2 separate regions of the Pan troglodytes genome follow, and region 2 is linked to region 1. A link is a contact called in public Hi-C data. All regions are on one chromosome and are shown on one strand. The core of a region is the stretch at or near the end of the contact, and the rest is flanking DNA. Distances in the headings are between cores, read along the strand shown.

What was found. A called contact is a pair of places that touch in the nucleus more often than the background predicts.
Region 2: a contact with region 1 is called in a Hi-C map of stem cell-derived neural progenitor cells, with 4 times the contacts expected there. The contact joins the promoter of CDC42BPA here to the enhancer-like site in region 1. A contact is called at or near these places in 2 of 7 Hi-C or Micro-C datasets (induced pluripotent stem cells and stem cell-derived neural progenitor cells) and 1 of 1 datasets of contacts at active chromatin or transcription factors (stem cell-derived excitatory neurons).

The regions. Positions count from the first base shown.
Region 1 is chr1:21,857,309-21,862,040 of NHGRI_mPanTro3-v2.0_pri, forward strand. It overlaps the pseudogene LOC100611142. Among named protein-coding and RNA genes, the nearest start is that of CDC42BPA, 110 kb to the right of the region's middle. Within about 2 kb of position 1,738, at least 12 of the 24 cell types and tissues checked have an H3K27ac peak or open chromatin away from gene starts, as enhancers often do. A contact at or near this core is called in induced pluripotent stem cells and stem cell-derived neural progenitor cells, where this site is marked.
Region 2 is chr1:21,970,979-21,975,599 of NHGRI_mPanTro3-v2.0_pri, forward strand. It overlaps CDC42BPA (CDC42 binding protein kinase alpha), which reads left to right and starts at 1,490. Exons shown (of 38, transcript XR_010150112.1): 1 at 1,490-2,987.

The DNA.
Region 1 (4,732 bases), core at 488-2,987:
TCCCCTTCACTTCCCTTTCCTTTTTCTCGCTCTGTTACCCAGGCTGGAGTGCACTGGCATGATCATAGCTCACTGCAACCTTGAACTCCTGGGCTCAAGCAATCCTCCCGCCTCAGCTGGGACTACAGGCGTGCACCACCATGCCCTGCTGTTTTTAAACTTTTTTTTTAGAAAAGGGGTCTCACTTTGTTACCCAGGCTAGTCTTGAACTCCTGGTCTCTAGTGATCCTCTCTCCTCAGCCTCCCAAATCGCTGAGATTATAGGTGTGCTCCACCATGCCAGACTCAGACAATTGCTCGAATGAGACTGTATTTTGTGATTTAAAATGCCCATAGAATGATCTTATACCTTAGAGCGAGCAGAAAAATTCTGGAGTCCTCATAATTTTTATCTAATGGCAGGAAAGAGCTTTCCTCATGGAATAAATTTTGAAGGAGCAGTGGGTAACAAAAATAAAGTTGCTTTTTGATCACGTCCCATGAGCAGTGCTGGTCCAACAAATGGATTTGGTGGTTAATGGTGAGCGTCAGGCCTCCTAAGACCAACCTAATCTGCAGGGTTCCTTGCTGTGGGCCCAGTGGGAGCACAGCAATCTGGGAAGAGTGGGTGAGCCCAGCTCATTCTGTGGGAGGAGTTGCTTCAACAGACTTGGATTGAGGTAAAGGCTGAATTTAAAAATATATCTTTTAATAAGGTGATACATTTGCAGACAGAGTTATTGCCCATGTCAAAACTTTGTGGGACAGATTCCTACTCCTACTTGGTTTTTGTTGTCATTGTTGTTGTTTGGTTTCGTTTTGAAACAGGGTCTCACTCCTGTTGCTCAGGCTGGAATTCAGTGGCACAGTTACTGCTCACTGCAGCCTTGACCACCCCAGGTTTAGGTGATCCTCCTGCCTCAGCCTCTTGAGTAGCTGGAACTATAGGCCTGCACCACCACACTCAGCTAGTTTTTGTATTTTTTGTAGAGACAGGGTTTTGCCATGTTGTCCAGGCTGGTCTTGAACTCCTGGACTCAAGTGATCTGCTCATCTCAGCCTCCCAAAGTGTTGGGATTATAGGTGTGAGCCACCATGCCCGACCCCCACTCCCATTTGTGATTTGTGCAGAATCTTCTGCCAGCCCCTCACATGACTCATGAAGGGTGAGAATTTTCCCCTAAAGTCTCCTCCAGAAGCCCACGCTAGAATCTACCACACTAACCAAATTTCATCGTGTGATGTTTCACAAGAAATTAGAATGAGTTATATCCATGCTTGCAGGCAGACAGTGGGTCCAGTTTGGAGAATCTGACCCCAGTGACAAGTCCAGCTCCTCAGGGATTTTTTTTTTAATTTTTAATTTTTAGTTTTTTGTAGAGATGGGGTCTCACTATGTTGTCCAGGCTGATCTCAAACTCCTGGCATCAAATGATCCTCCCACCTTGGGCTCCCAAAGTGCTGGGATTACAGGCATCAGCCACCATGCCCAGCCCTCCTTAGGGATCTTGATAAAAGATATTAATGGAAAACTGGATTAAGATCTAACATACTTATATATTCTTCCAGGCTCCTTGAAGCTCCAGAAGTCTTTGATTCTGTGTCTTCTTGGCTATAGCACAGTCTAAGAGTCTGAATTTTTGTCATTCTCCAGGCAGTGTAATGTTTGTACTGTGTGTGTGTGTGTGTGTGTGTGTGTGTGTGTTCTGTGAGCTGCCACGGCCACCGCTGCAGGCTGCAGCTGGTGTTGATGGTGCAGAAGCGCTGAGTCACTGGCTGTTTAGCGACCCTTACATCACGTTCCATTGTCCTTTCTTCCTTTCTAGGCTTTGAGAGCCCTTTCAGTGTTTTCATTTTGTTTTGTTTTTGCCCAGGGCCTCTCCCTGGTAGGAAATCAGGGTGTAAAAACTGAGAGGGTGCTGGGGCTCCCGAACAAAGCTGTGCAGAAGGACAGTGGATCCCTGCAGGCTGCTGAGGACACCCAGCAACTCAGATTCACATGCTGGAAGCACACGAGGGCCCTGGGCCAGCCCCAGCGGGGCCCCGGAGCCCCAGGGTGGGCTCTGACTGACATTTTTCTGCAGCTCTCCCTGCTGTGCTGGTTTCAACTGGAGCTGATGAGTTTAACAATCTCTTTATAAGTTCTGAATCCAACGTTCTTTGTGCCCATTTTAGCACAAGTGTAACAGGTGGTGCTAATTATCAGTGTGACATAAATTCTTGGAGAGGTAGCCTCTGGAGAGGGCTATATAGATTTTTTTAAATGACTATTTTGACCCAACAAGCTTGTCACTTTATTACAGTTGTTTTGTTATTAAAAAATACCTATTTATTATGGAAACATTGGGGAAAAAACAAAACATCATAAAGGATGAAGTAAAGGTTATTCGTATTCCACCACCCAGAGATGATCACATTTTGATATATAATCTTCTAATATTTTTTCTAAATATGGACTGATATGCACGTACGTTTTACATAATTGGGCCCACATTGAGCATTTTATTTAAACTGAAAAATATGCTGTGAATATACTCTTACGTCATTGAGCCATATTCTAGAAGTGCTGCAAATTAATGCAGTATGAGCAGAGAGATAAGATGCATCTTGGATTGTTTTATTTGCTGTCAGTTCATTTCTATTTGTAGGATATTCCTCTTGCCAGAATAGCCTCATTTACAAGTCCTGTCCCTTCCTTCCACCCCTGCAAGGGAGCTAAAGCATTTTCTCAGGTAATCATCCCACACTATCTCTGCATTTTTTTTTTTTTTTTTTTGTATATAAACTATTTATTAACAGACAAGGCCTACAGACTTATTCCTTCTTGGACACACCCATAGTACAGCCATGGCAGCCAGTGGTCTTGCTGTGCTGGCCTCAGATATGAAGGCCCCAGAGGTGGCGCAGCCCTCTATGGGCCTGAAACTTCTTCAATCGCTCCAGGTCGTCACAGAACTTGTTGTCCATTGGCTGGGATCTGGCTGTATTTTCCAAACTTTACATCCTTCTGTCTGTTCAAGAACCAGTCCGGGATCTTGTACTGGCATGGATCCCGCATAATGGTGATCACACGTTCCGCCTCATCCTCAGTGAGTTCTCCTGCCCTCTTGGTGTGGTCAAAGTCTGCTTTCCTCAACACCGCATGAGCATATCTTCGACACACAGCCTAAATGGCAGTGATGGCAAAGGCTTTTTTTCCACCGCCCACTGATGCTGGTGTTGAGTACTCGCAAAATATGCTGGAACTCTTCAGGGATCACTAGAGACATGGTGGCCACAGAGGCGGCAGCATGTAGGCCTCCTGTGGAGGAGAATCTCTGCGTTTTTTAAAATGCTTTCTGGGAAGCCCTAGGACCAGCTAAGATCTATCTGGATCAGTAGTTCTCAATCTTGAGCTCACATCAGAATCTCCTGGAAGGCTTGTCAAAGGAGATTGCTGGGCTTCACCCCTGGAGTTTCAGTAGAGCTGGGGTGGTAGACAAGTTCCCAGGCAAATGTTACTCATGTTGGTTTTCTACTGAGAACCACTGATTTGGGGGAATGGATGAACAATTTGCTTCCTCCAAGCCCTCTCCCAGCGTTCCTTGGCTACTTGTCTTTTTCCCTTAGAGCATTTATTTTGTCTCTAAATTCTTTGCTTGTAACCACTCCCTATGCTGTCTTCTCGTGGTGTCACTCATGCATACAAAGGACAGAAATATTTTCTTAATGGAGGGCTGGAATCCAAAGGGTTCGAGGAGCCCCCTAGTACCCGTGAGAGTAGAAGCCAGGGTGATTCGTCCTTCCCTGTCACTGCGGCACAGTCTCCTGAAGAGCTGGCTCAAAAGGAAATGCACAGATGCCCAGACTATTTGTTAAAGGAAATGACACATTATCCTCTTCCCAACATCTGGTCATTCCTGAAAGACAGTCAAGTCCCGATAATACTGTTGACTCACTAGAAGCCTGTGTCTTCTTTCCCGAGGGAGGTGGAGACGAACCAAGGAGGACAGAATCTATTTTTGTGTCGGCCCAAGGGGACGCCTTGGGGAGGGGATGAAGGGTCACCCACATTGCTGTTCTGTTCTGGGAGCCAGGAATGCATACTTCCTTCCTGTCCAGCCCTGAGCAACAGTCTCTTTCTTAAGTCTCAGATCTTCCACAGAGAGCTGGAAAGATTTTTAAATGCCATGGTGGGCTGGAATGGCTGGACACCAGCGTAGATGGACTGATGAAATGGGAAGAGGAGATTTGGCAGGACGCAGGGTGTTGAGGTTGCAGCAAAGGCAAGAGAGCTGTGTTGGGTTGAGTGACTGTCACACTGTGCAGTCAGGGCTCAGAGGCTGCATCTGGCTGCCTCTTCATTAGGAAATGCGTGTGTTTTTTTTTTCATCTCTAAGGCATCTTCTAGGGGCTAAACATGGAGAAAGAATAAGAGGGGTGTGAGTAGGGTGTCTGGTTAATTAACCTGGAGGACTTGCCCAGGTTGACTTTGCACAGGTAAGGAGAAGTAATACCCTGAAATCCACCTGGAGATCCAGGGGGACCCCCTCCAGCATCTCAACCAGTTGGATTAAGTGAAGCTGAGTTCTGAGAGAAGGAAGTTTCGTTCTCATTAAACTAATAGAGGGCCTCCTGGACTAGGGAGGGGATGGGGAGAGGTGGGGAGAGGTGGGGAGGGCACCTCTGCCTTTGGAGCTAAGGGCATTTATTGTGCCAGGCCTTTGTTTTGTTCCAGCCAGGGCACTCTGGCGAAGGCATCCTGGGAATTTGG
Region 2 (4,621 bases), core at 240-2,739, 110 kb after region 1:
CTAAATATTGCTTATTATCTGTGTTAGGATTAAACTTTTCTACTACTTTTAGAATTAGACAACACACACCCATATAAAGATGTCATGGCTGGAAATGACTGACCTTTTGTTTGAATCTAAGTATCATTCATGTCAAGACGGCATTGAAAATAATGCTGTTCTTAAGCCAGGCAAGTGTAGACGTTGCAAATGTAGATTTCATAAAAGATTCACACTATTTCATGAATCACAACTTGAATCGACTTCTGTTAGCCTTCATTTTACGTCTAGGCCCTCATTTCTAATTCTTCCTCAGCTTCCATATTATCAAGATGTAAGATGCAATTGTGGACATTAACATAGAAACACAACCGCCTCACAGGTGTGGGGAAGGAATATAAAATAATTGTATTTTAGAGAACGACCATAAAGGAGATGGCAATTTTGAGAGAAAGTAACAGAACTGCAATGACCTAGTTTTGTGGTGTCAATTTAAATGTGGCATCTTCCATGAGAATTTTATAAAGGGAGCTCTCCTAAAACCGAGATTCACAAAAACCTGGAAGGGCCCTACAGGGATCAGGTGCCCTAGCTATTCAGCGATTTGCCTTTGCTGCCCTAATTCCTGCATTGTGCCACTGGGTTACAAGTGTGTGTGCGCGTGCACACAGGGGTGTAGGTTTGATGACAGTGGTGAACTGCCTTGACTGCCTTCACAGGCTGAATCCCCCGCAGGCGGTAACCATGGCTAGGGAAAAACAGGCAGCCGCTAGGACAGTTCCGGAGGAGACAACACCAGGCTCCCGTAGGGAAACTTTTGGGAATGGAGATGGGGGATTCCATCCTTTGCGTGCAGACCCAAGACTTCGATGGTAGCGCGGACAAGTCTGTCATTGTTTTTGTCCTGGGAAATGACACACGAAGTGCTGTAATTAGACACCTAAGAAACGATTACTCTGGAGTGTGCGCGAACCGAATCTGGGGGGCCGGTGGGGAGCAGGTAAGGGGCTGAAAGGCACCGTCTCCTCCAGCTCTGTCGGAAGCCTAATGCCCTCTGCTTCTGGGCGCCCTTAACAAACGCGCCAGACAGGTGATGTCTCCGACGACGAGCAGGAGCTCCCCTTCGCGATCTGCACCAGAAACCTCGGGGAGCCGGGGCCACGGCGCGGCGGTGGCGCAGTTCCCAGCCTGCGCCCAGTCCTGCCGCAGCTCCCGGCGCGGCCCGGTCATCCCGCCTCCATATGCTCCGCCACCGCCGCCCGGGCCTCCCTCAGCCCTCCCGCAGCTCTGCATTCCACGCTGCGGCAGCCGCAGCCTCGCCGCCTAGGCAGTCCACACCCCTCCCCTCGGGCTGGCGCAGCCACTCGGGCCCCGAGCCCGCGCCCCCTTGGGGGCCTCCGCTGGGCGCGCCGGCCGGACCCCGCCCGGCTTGGCCGCCGGCTGGGGCTGAGGCTCGGGCAGGGCGGGGGCGGGGAGTGGAGGGCGTGTGCGCGCGCGTGTGCCGGGGCCGGGGGGCCAGGCCGCCATATTGGATCCGGACTCGTCCGCAAGCCTCCGCCTCTGTGCGGCGGGACTGGAGGAGCCTTGCGGAGCCCAGGGCGCGAGCGCGAGAGGAGAGGGAAGGCGGGGGAGGGCTGGAAGGGAGAGGAAGGGAGTGGTTGGGAGCCGGGCTGCCGCAGCCTCTGGTCTCCTCAGCCGCGGAAGCGACCCCTCCTCCTGCGCCTCGGCCGCCTCCCTCCTCGCTGAGGAAAGATGCCCTTAGCCCAGGGGTGTGAAGAAGGGGGAGAAGTAGCTGCCAGAGCCGCCCGCGCCGCCGCTGCAGCTGCTGCCGCTTGTGTCCTTTGAATTCAGAGAAGCACCCCCCCGCCTGGGGCGTCGGGAGCCTCCGGCGCGGCGGCCGCGGTGCGGGTGTCGGGGAGACCGGGCTCTCTGCCCGGCGCGGCGCGGCGCTCGGCCCACGAGCGACCACCGACATGGAGTGGGCTCGGGCGGCCAAGTAGCCGCTTCTCCGGAGCCCGGTGCCAGTGCCGCCCGCAGCCCGCCTTCCACCCCCGGCCGCGCCGCCGGTCAGGCCCTAGGGTGAAGCCGGGAGGAAAATGAAGAGTTTTCACCGGAATCCGTTGAAAATAGGACTGACTGCAAAGCCTTAAAGAAAGAAGGACCTCGGGAGGAGAAACGAAAAGCCGCCTCCGGGCAAGACTTGGCGTGCTCCGAGCCGAGGGGCTGCTTCAGGGACCTCGCCCCCTCCCTTTCCCGCTGGAGAAATTGCCGCTGATGCATTATCCAAGTGGTGGTTGGGAGGATTTGCAGCAACATTTTTGGTTTTCCCTCCCCCTTCTATGCATTCTGTTTTTTTCCTCCCTTTTCTGTTTTTCTTCTTCCCGGGAAGTGAATTGCTGATGCAAATCGGACTTTATTCATTAATGATGCAACCGGATTCGTTTCAGGATTACGTTGCACGAGTTGAATTTTGAATGAAGGAGAAGAGTTTTTTTTTTTTTAAAGAAGTGTTGACTCTCTAGTTCGTTGTACTTTTAATTATTATTTTATTTAAATATACGACTTAATTGTATTCTTTTAAAAATGCGTTAAGTATATATTTTATGGTAATTTACCCTCAAAATATATGTATATGGGTGAAATTGAAGACGCTTCAGTTAAGTGAGGTTACTGGTGTGTTGGATGTTTAATTCAGCACCAGCATTGCATGACAGTTGTTTGAATAACAAGTGGTTTATTTTTAAAACCATACCTTTTAAAATTTAGGTTCAGATAATAGAAAAAGTCATCATAATAATTTAAAGGAAAACCAGCAGAAATCGAATTAAACATGTCTGGAGAAGTGCGTTTGAGGCAGTTGGAGCAGTTTATTTTGGACGGGCCCGCTCAGACCAATGGGCAGTGCTTCAGTGTGGAGACGTTACTGGATATACTCATCTGCCTTTATGATGAATGCAATAATTCTCCATTGAGAAGAGAGAAGAACATTCTCGAATACCTAGAATGGGGTAAGTTTGTAATTTTTAAAGAAACTTAATCTTTAGCTGGTCATTATGATTTAATTGGTATAGAGAGTTATGAGTAAACTCTACTCCGTTGAAAGAAAAAATACAATAAAAAAACAGACACTAGTTATTCAAGATTTTCCGCTAGTTTTTGGTAAATATTTTCCCAGGAGTAAAATTGTGCTGCTCAATTGTTGCCTTGATTTAAGGCCTAGCTAATGTGGAACTTGGCGACGAAGAACTTATGTTTTTAGGTCAACAGTAAGAGATTTTAAATCAATTCTGTGATGGGCAAAAGTGGATTATTGGTTACAGTTGCCTAATACATGGCACTATAATAGTCCTTCATTTGAAAGGTATTTATTGGTGGAAACATTCAGACTATGGAAATTATTCTCAAAATGGGAGGAGATATTAAAATATCTGTGTTTGCCTTAGGTCAACAGAAAGCTGAAGGTGGTGATCAGTGGGTTTTATTTCATCTCTGCATAGTACAAGGAAAGGAAACTGCTAAACATGGACTTTCCAAAAATTATGTTTGTAAGATTAAATGACATAGTTTAAAAATTTTGTGATAGTAGTTAGAGAATGTTTGGGGGCAGCTTCCACTTGAGAGTTACATTTTACTCTAAATTTAATTTAAATCTAAACTGGTTAGATTTTTGGCTTCATTCTTCTAAATATAGGTGTGATTTAGAAGACCTACTGTAGTGGAATAGATCAATGATGTGAGCAAACGCTCCATGACCTTCAAGCTTGAAGGCTTGGCTCAAGTTCTTCAGCGTCTGCTGTTATATACAGGACACACTCTAAGGTCCAGAAGTTCACTGTTGCAATAAGCACGCATCGTCACCCAGATCTGTCTGTAGTAGTGGTACGTTGGCTTTTGAAGGATTTTGGCCAAATATGATTTTGTACCTTTGGAATACTAATCATTTTAGTTTGTTCTTATGCTAAGTTCTTATGCTAAAATATTTGTTCCCAAGTAAAACTTTATTTTCCTGAAGTAAAAGTCAAGTGCTGATTGTGTCTTTTTTTTTTTTTTTTTTTGGATTTGAAATTTATTCAAAGTTAGTTTCTCAGGTAAACCACTGATACAAGAATGTCTACACGTAATAACTTTAATTATTCAATTTGCCAGTATAAGAATGTTTCTAGCAACGTGATGTCATAAGGTTTAAAAAAATATGTAAATGTGAATAGAATAACTTTTCAAAACAGACTGCCAGACTCATCCTGGGAATGTAAGAAATCTAAACCATCTTTCAAGTAACTTCTCACTTAAGAGTGAGACAATTTTGGCTTTGGTACTGGTTTTGTGAGTATACGTCTTTTATTTGTTGAATAAAATATTTTGTAAAGCATATGTAGTTTTACATCCCATGTTTCACAAATTGAGAAATTCTGTAGTGTTAATTTTTTTTTTTTTTTTTTTTTTTTTAAGACTTAAAGGGTTTTGGTACTTTCAGAGTTGGAACTTGAGTTCTTAAGTTATGGTTCCTTAATGACACTCTAGTCTGTGATTTTTGTCATTTAGTATTCTTTCCTATCTGCGAAGCTATGGGGAGAACTCTATGTACCAGTAGTAAATATAATTTTAAATGATTTATGATAAAGAGAAAACTGTATCCTCCATT